Linked DNA regions of Macaca mulatta: all the other regions are linked to region 2. Evidence: chromatin contacts called from public Hi-C data. All regions are on one chromosome and are shown on one strand. The core of a region is the stretch at or near the end of the contact, and the rest is flanking DNA. Distances in the headings are between cores, read along the strand shown. Region 1 holds the start of RNF103 (ring finger protein 103). Region 2 holds the start of KDM3A (lysine demethylase 3A). Region 3 holds the start of MRPL35 (mitochondrial ribosomal protein L35).

Region 1 (2,700 bases), core at 63-2,562, 180 kb after region 2:
TAAAGTCGGTGTACACTGTCTATATTCAAACTCATGATTTAACTAACATTCAAATCCTAGGCCCAAGTGCCTCTGATAGTAAGTATTCCAAAGATGGGTCCCCACTCTGGGTACCTTATTATTACTATCGTGACAAATACTACTATTGACAGACAACGTTTTGGAGTTTTTCTTACGTTTTTATGAACTTCAACTGACAAATAATGCTTTCCAGTTTGTAACTAGTTCATATTCCCGAATTTTGAGAAAATCACTCAACTTAGTAAACAACGCTAAGAAGCCACACTTTAAACTGTCATTTTACGACAACCTTAAAAGGATACACCAACACCCCTCCAAGTAATTTCAGCCTCCTCCTCAAAGCTGGGATCCGCATACTTGATTGTAGAAAGCTTGGACGAAGCAACCTGGGCAGCTTTAACCCTTCCAGGGAAGGCCTCACTCTGGGGGAACAGCCAGGTACCAGGAGGTACAGGTCGTCCCCTCTCCCAGGTGGAGGGGGCCCTAGGGGAAGCTCGATACTCGCCTGACTTTTCCACCAGCTCCCGGACATCCTTCTTCTCAGGCAGCCCTGAGTAGCCCAACCCTCGGCACTCCAAAATGGTCTTCAGCTTCTTGAAGCTCAGCGCCACTGGATCCACCAGCTGGGTGGCAAAGATGCCAGTTTCATACCACACAATGGCTTCAAAAAACCTGGCCAGGACGAACAGGACCAGGAAATAGAGGAGCAAGAAAAAAAGCTTCAGCCACATCTTCCCTGGCGTCTTCTCTCTTTCCAGAGAGCTCGGAATACGGGAGAGAGAAGGGTCGAGGGCGGAGGCAGCGGCTCGGTGGCAGCTTGGGCGAGGGCCCCGTGTCCACGCGCGGGCCACCCGGCGCCGTCACTGGCCGGCCATCCGCGACGGGGAGGCAGGTGACGGGATCTGCGCGGGCGTGAGGTGGCGACGAGGGACGCAGAGGCGCAGAGCCTCGCGCCGGGCCTCCCAGTCAAGAGGCGACAAAAATAAATGGGAAAAACTCACAACCGCCATCCATTAAGCACCGAGAGGCGAGGGGCGCGGGGAGAGCTCACGGGAAGAAAACGAGGGACGCTTCCCTCTGCGGGGGACACTGACCCAGGTGGCGGGGTCGGCCCTCCGGCGCCGCGATCTCAAGGGGGAGGGGGAGAGACCAAAAAATAACTCAGATTCGCCAGGAGCCGGAGATCCGGGCGGCAGGCCCGGGCCCGAGGGGCCGTGGGGGCCGGACTCCCGCGGCCGCGGGTCAGGAGGGCGCGGCGCTCGGCCGGGCCAGGCCTGGGGCCCAGCGTGTCCTGCGCGGGGAGGAGCGACCGCCGCAGCGCCGCGCCCGAAGCCCAGGCCCCAGGCCCCGCCGACCGCCCAGGATCCGCGAGAAGCACGGCGGGCACGGCGGCGGCTCCACGTTAGCTCGGGCCGGCTGGCGGGCGGCGCCTCTCAGGCAGGCGGGCACCGCGGCCCGGCCCAGGATGGGGCGTCGCGGTCCCTGCAGAGGGAATCGGTCTCGGTGGGAAAAAACCAATAACAGGCCCTGAGACTGCTCCTCCAGGCGGCTACCCGGCTGCCTCCCGGCCACTCAGCGCCTGCCCCGCTCGGATGGGCGGCGCCGGTCGCGGCACGGGTCCCCAGCACCCCCGCCACCTCCGGAGGCCGCGGCCGTAGCCTCCACAGCCGTAGATCAGGGACGGCCGCGGCCGGAGCTGAGACACAACAACTGACGTCGGGACGAGGCGGGGCTGGGGCGGGGCCTGCAGGGCAGGCCCGCAGGGGCGGAGGGCGGGGAATTCGGGGAGCCGCGGGGCTCCTGGACAACCGAGCAGAGAGTGGGAGGAGAGGCGGAGCCCCAGCCTGGTCGGGGCCTTCCCGCGGTGCCGAAAGTTGCCTGTCCGTGCTTTTGTTGCGTGGTCTCCTCTTTTGCCCCGCCAATGTTTAGCAATTGATTTCGTCTGAGTATTAGTCTTTGGACTGTATCACTTTGTGTATTTTCTGTAAAAATAGAGCAGTTAATTATTCTCTTAAAATCGATAAAAATAGAAATATACGTTTTTTGATGAATCCTGGTGAACAGCGAAATTTTTGGCACAGTTGGTTTGAGATGGTAGAAGGTTAAACCCAGAAAGCAAATGTTTTGCCCCCTCTTCATGAGAATATGGCTTTGCACATGTGTGTTGGAGGAGGTTTGGCCAAAACTGGAGTTAGCGTTATCCTAGGCCCAGTTGTCGCTGCCAGTTATAGCCTTTTCCCTCCTTCAGTCTCAGGGGTGTTAAAAGCCTGGTGTGAACTCCCTGAGTTCCTAGGACAAAGGTTGTTGAATGTTGATACGTCCAGGTGCAAAGTTCTGGGTGCTTTATTTTGTACATGGGCCGGGCGCGGTGGCTTACTCCTGTAATCCCAGCACTTTTGGAGGCCGAGGCGGGCAGATCACGAGGTCAGGAGTTCGAGATGATCCTGGCTAACACGGTGAAACCCCGTCTCTACTAAAAATACAAAAAAAAAAAAAAAAAAAAAAAAAAAAAAAAAATTAGCCGGGCGTGGTGGCGGACGCCTGTAGTCCCAGCTACTCGGGAGGCTGAGGCAGCAGAATGGCGTGAACCCGGGAGGCGGAGCTTGCAGTGAGCCGAGATCCTACCACTGCACCACATCCAGCCTGGGTAACAAAGCAAGACTCCATTTCAGAAATAAA
Region 2 (2,700 bases), core at 54-2,553:
TTTTATAAAATGCATTGGATATCTTTCCATCTTTTCTAAGATCAGTAGAATTTTTCCCTTGAGTTGTTTTTCAGATTAATATTTAATTACATTATCTAAGTTCTCCATACCTTCTCTTGTATTTTAAATTTGAGTTGCATACTTCTGAGCTATTTGTCTTCTATTCTGATAACAAATTGTCAAATTTGTAAAATTTCTCATCGTTCATAGCATTAGCTTAGGATAGGCCATGTTTTTAGATTCATAATAGTTCAGAAGACCATATTGTCTTCATGGACTTTATCCTTTAATATGAAATCCTTTCTCTTTTGATACTTTTAATTATATTAATATTGCTATATTGCTTTCATTTGGCTACCATTCGATTAAATATTTTAGCCCAGTATTTTCAAGCTTCCTGTGTTGTAAGAGTTTGCTTACGGCCAATTTATACTGGATTTTCCTTTTAATCCCAATTGTCTGTTTAAACTTGTGAGTGAAATTAACCCATTTATATTTATTGTAAATACTGATGTTTGGACTTACTTTTCACATTAAAAACATTTTTACCATATGTTCCAGTTTCTTTTGCTTATCTCGTTCCCATTCTGCCTTCCGTTCAGCCGGATAAGTTTTTTTTTCATTTAGCAGCTCCCTTCCTTTAAATGGTCTGCAGATTATAAATCCAATTCTTGTGTTATTAACTTTAAAAACTTAAAAGTCAGATTCAGAATATGTATATTGAAAATTAACATCCAGAGTTAATTTGCATCTATAATCCCTTGTATGTTTCCAAACATTCTCTGATTATCCGTTTTCACACTTACAAAATGGAGGCATGAGTTCTTCTTAAGGATTAAATGTGATGTAATGTCAAACACCAGCCTTTATGAACATGTCTTTAATTTCTTTATTCCATTTCTTTTTCAATCAATCAAAATACTTAAGGTCCAGGGCACACAATCACCTCTTAACTGCTTTGTCCTTCAAAGTCACCTTCTCTTTCATCTCTTGCATCATTCATTATGGCCTTCAACTACTTTAAATTTCTTTGCAAGTCTCTGAATACCTTCTCAATCCCCCTTTAGAGAAAAAAAATCCCATTATACATGTATGCAAAGGTCTCTTTTGCTCTAAATTTAATGAACGTCATTATCCAGTAACTCCACGACTTTCTTCATTTATCCTTCAAAATGGCGGACTTCAGACGTTCCACGATCAGCACCACGTGCGCCTGCGCCTCCCGCAGCCATTTCGCCCAGCAGCCTAACCTCTGCGAGGCGCCTGCGCACGAGCCTCCAGCGCACTGTCGCTCCTCCCTCTAGCTGAGTACGCCTGAAACCGCACGTTCTCTTCCCTTCCCTCCCCCGCTGACTCTGCACCGCCCTCACCCTTTCCTGTGAGATTCTTCCGCGAAGTGGAAGGCTCATCTTCGGTCGACAGCCCACGCACTTGAAGAACAATCCAATAGGCACTTATAGCTCAGGATCTCGCCGTTCAGTCTTATCTATGCGCCACGGCAATTTTCCTCTAGGTCCCAAAGTTGATGACCGATTTCGCGGGACTTTTTTTTGCATACCGTGAGGCAACAAATGGAAAGAATGGGTCTGTGGCGGAGGGATCACTGGCTTATTCTCTGTGTACTTTAACCTAATGGGGGTCGCCCGGGAGTCGGAAGGGGGAGGGGGAAAGGGAGGAGGCAGCCAAGGAATTGTTTTTTTCTCTGGCCCCGCCCTCGCCCGGCCGGCCAATGGTGATGATCTGTTTCCCCCGGAGCCTCGCCCAGATCTTGTGTCTCAGCCAATGAGCGGCGGAAGCGGCTCCGAGGGGGCGGGTCCGGGAGGCTGTGCGTGTCTTGTGAGAGCTCTTGAACCAAGTCAGTGCTGGAGTCGCCTGGGCGGCTGGAAACGGCGGCTGCCGCTGGTGACTCAGGGAGGCGGGAGGCGGGGTAAGAGCGCCGCGGCCTCGGCTGCGGGGAGAGGGGGAAGAAAGGTGAAAGCGCTGAGCGCGCGGCCCCGCCGCCCGTTGGCAGCGGCGCAGGCCGGGGGAGACAGGCGCCCGGGGGTCGGGGGCCGGGGAGCTGGGCGCCGGGGCTGGGCGGCGGGGCAAGTGCGGAATCGCGGGCTCGCCCTCCCTCCCCCGCGGGGCCGCCCGGGGCGGGGACCCAGCCGCCAGGGACCGGCGCTGTGCACCGGGGGCCTTTTCTTTTAGGGGCTGAGGGCTGAACACTTTCAAATCCACTCGAGCCGCAGATAATTCTTCTCTCACTCTCTCTGCGTTTGCGTTTGAGCTGTTAGAGAAGCCAAACTTGGGAGAGCGAGGGTCACGCGGCGCTGCGGCCCGGGTGTGTGGCAGGGGAGGGCGCCGGGGAGCGGGAAGGTGCGGGAGGGGGGCTTGGTACGGGTCCGCCCGGGGCCGCGTCCTCGCGCGGGTTCGGCGCCCTCCGCCCGTCCTCCCTGCTGTCTCCGCCCGGCCCCCTCCCACTGGCGGCCCCCGTCGCATTTTGTTTTTGTGTTTTTGCAGGGAGGAGCCCTTCCTGCAGGCGTGGAAACCATGGTGCTCACGCTCGGAGAAAGTTGGCCGGTATTGGTGGGGAAGCGATTTCTCAGTCTGTCCGCAGCAGACGGCAGCGACGGCAGCCACGACAGCTGGGACGTGGAGCGCGTCGCCGAGTGGCCCTGGCTCTCCGGGACCATTCGAGCTGTCTCCCACACCGACGTT
Region 3 (2,700 bases), core at 163-2,662, 230 kb before region 2:
TGTGCATACCTATGGTGCCAGCTACTTGGAAGGCTGTGGTGGGAGGATCCCTTGAGCCCAGGAATTACAGGCTGCAGTGATTGCACCACTGCACTCAGACCCTGTCTCTAAAAAGCAAAATTTAAATCAAATCACTCACTTGTTCAAAAATGTGCAGTGAGGCCAGGCTCAGTGGCTCACACCTGTAATCCTAGCACTTTGGGAGGCCGAGGTGGGAGAAATGTTTGATTCCAGGACCAAACAATTGAGACCACCCTGGGCTCACATAGTGAGAGCTAGGTCTCTACAAAAAAATTAAAAATTAGCCAGGTGTGGTGGTGTGTGCCTGTAGTCTCAGCTACTCAGGAGGCTTAGGTGGGAGGATTGCTTTAGCCTAGGAGGTCGAGGCTGCAGTGAGCTGTGATCGCTCAAGCCTGAGCAACAGACCAAGACCTCGTCTCAAAAAAAAAAAAAAAAAAAAAAAAAAGTGTGCAATGACTCCCATTGCCAATTCAAAGAATTTTTATGAATGTCTCAATATACTTGTCTAGCGTATGTGCCTATTTTTGGACTCAAAGTGGCCACCATAGGTGGGAGATCAAGTTGGCAACAATAGTGTTCCAAGGTAACACCCCCTATATCTCGCTCTGTACCCCAGGCTGGAGTGCGGTGTCTCGATCTCGGCTCACTGCAACATCTGCCTCCCGGGTTCAAGCGATTCTCCTGCCTCAGCCTCCCGAATAGCTGGGACTACAGGCGCGTGCCACCACGCCCGGCTAATTTTTTGTACCCCTTAGTAGAGACGGGGTTTCACCGTGTTAGCCACGATGGTCTCAATGTGCTGACCTCGTGATCTGCCCGCCTGGGCCGCCCAAAGTGCCGCGATTACAGGCGTGAGCCACCGCGCCCGGCAAGAATTTTTGTTTTTTTTTTTTCTTTCTTTCTTTTTTTTTTTTTTTTTTTGAGACGGAGTTTCGCTCTTTCGCCCAGACTGGATTTCAGTGGCGCGATCTCGACTCACTGCAACCTCCGCCTTCCGGTTTCAAGCGATTCTCCTGCCTCAGCCTCCCGAGTAGCTGAGATTACAGGCGCTTGCCACCGCGCCCGGCTGCTTTTTGTATTTTTAGTAGAGACGGGGGTTTCATCATGTTGGCCAGGCTGGTCTCGAACTTCTGACCTCGTGATCCGCCTGCCTGGGCCTCCCAAAGTGCTGGGATTACAGGCGTGAGCCACCGTGCCCGGCCCCAAGAATTTTTTTAAATAATAAATTTTGTGGAACCTTCTATAGGCACTCTTTACAGCGGCGAAGAGCGGAACCCGGCAGATCACATTGAATAAAGGTTGAGTGGACAACTCCTTTGTTATTTTCCTCTTCCTTGACTCCGCCTCCTTGCTTTCCCTTCATTCCCTTTGCGGTTGTGCTTTTAAACCCAAAGCGGCCGCCGTAGGCGAGGGTGGCAAGATGGCTTCCTTTGTCTTTGCTGGTGCAGTGAGAGCAGCTTCAGGTCAGTGGAGAGCGACATACTCCATGCATGCCTTCACAGGAAGGGGAACTGGTGCGGGATAGAATGGGCGTTTAGAGGGAGGTTAACAAGCAAAAAGGGTCATTATTTAAGATAAGAGGGTTAAGCCCAATTTTCTTTGGGGCGGTGTGACCGGCAGCCTGTACCAGGTTCCTTGACTCGGACTCACGCGGGCCTGTGTGTCCCGCATTTTCAACTTCCTTACCAGCTTTTTCTTCCCTAGAAAACAAGCCAGAGAAACTGGAACGGAGGGGGCGAGGGAGACCAAAAAGTCTCACCTAACTTTCTGATTTGGAGGCTAGGACCCGCCATTCTGGACCTTTAACCTTGAGAATTAATTTCTCCTAACTTCAGATTATATACCTTTACAATGGGGGTCATACCACCTACCTGGGGATTAAATGAGATAATGCACGTAAAGCCTCTTGGGCAGTGCCTGACACATGGTAAGTTTGAAGGCCAATTTAATTTTTAACTACAGCCCCCGGCACAAGGGCTGGCATGAGAACTTCCTGACTGAGAGACAGCAGAAGTAAAGGCGACTAAATTCAGTTGCCGTCACGTTAAGTACTTGTTGCACAAAGTTAAAAATCATCTAAATACCATAAGATGCTCAGTAAGTTACTTTCACACAAAATATATTAAGTTAGGATAACATTTTGTGGGAGAATATAAGAGATCAGTCAAGAAAAAGCAACGATGTAAATTTTCCCGTTAGAGAAAAGCTTTTTTTATGTGAAGTATTTTTTGTGTTCGCAAAATATAATACATACGAAGAAAATTTTATATAGTATGCATGAATGGTTTAACAATTCTAAAGCAAACACCTGTTTAACACTCAGGTCAAAACAGTGCACCACCTCTCTCCCCTGTATATCAAAATTCTCTACTCCCCCCCAGATATAAACACTGTTCTCATTTTTATAGTTACTATTAGATTGCCTATTTTTCCTATAGTAGGTTTTAGCATCTATATATGCATCTCTCAAGAACATAGTTTTGTCTGGTTTTGAACTTCACATGAATTAATTCATACAGTATATACTCTTTAGTGCCTTTTACATTGTGAGATTCATTCATTTTGCGTAGTTGTAATGCTTTCTCATTGATATATAATTTTTTTTTTTTTTTGGGGGGGAGGGATGGAGTTTCTCTCGTTGCCCAAACTGGAGTTCAGTGGCACGATCTTGGCTCACTG

Evidence for each region. A called contact is a pair of places that touch in the nucleus more often than the background predicts.
Region 1: a contact with region 2 is called in a Hi-C map of fetal cortex germinal zone, with 3 times the contacts expected there. The contact joins the promoter of RNF103 here to the promoter of KDM3A in region 2. A contact is called at or near these places in 4 of 14 Hi-C or Micro-C datasets (cortical neurons, fetal cortex germinal zone, fetal cortical plate and 1 more).
Region 3: a contact with region 2 is called in a Hi-C map of fetal cortex germinal zone, with 2.9 times the contacts expected there. The contact joins the promoter of MRPL35 here to the promoter of KDM3A in region 2. A contact is called at or near these places in 2 of 14 Hi-C or Micro-C datasets (fetal cortex germinal zone and fetal cortical plate).

The regions. Positions count from the first base shown.
Region 1 is chr13:37,767,482-37,770,181 of T2T-MMU8v2.0, reverse strand. RNF103 (ring finger protein 103) reads right to left here and starts at 1,312. Exons shown (of 4, transcript NM_001266577.1): 1 at 527-1,312. The coding sequence starts at 752.
Region 2 is chr13:37,952,219-37,954,918 of T2T-MMU8v2.0, reverse strand. KDM3A (lysine demethylase 3A) reads left to right here and starts at 1,303. Exons shown (of 26, transcript XM_077959077.1): 1 at 1,303-1,584; 2 at 2,503-2,700. The coding sequence starts at 2,533.
Region 3 is chr13:38,184,695-38,187,394 of T2T-MMU8v2.0, reverse strand. It overlaps MRPL35 (mitochondrial ribosomal protein L35), which reads left to right and starts at 1,412. Exons shown (of 4, transcript XM_015112795.3): 1 at 1,412-1,484. The coding sequence starts at 1,442.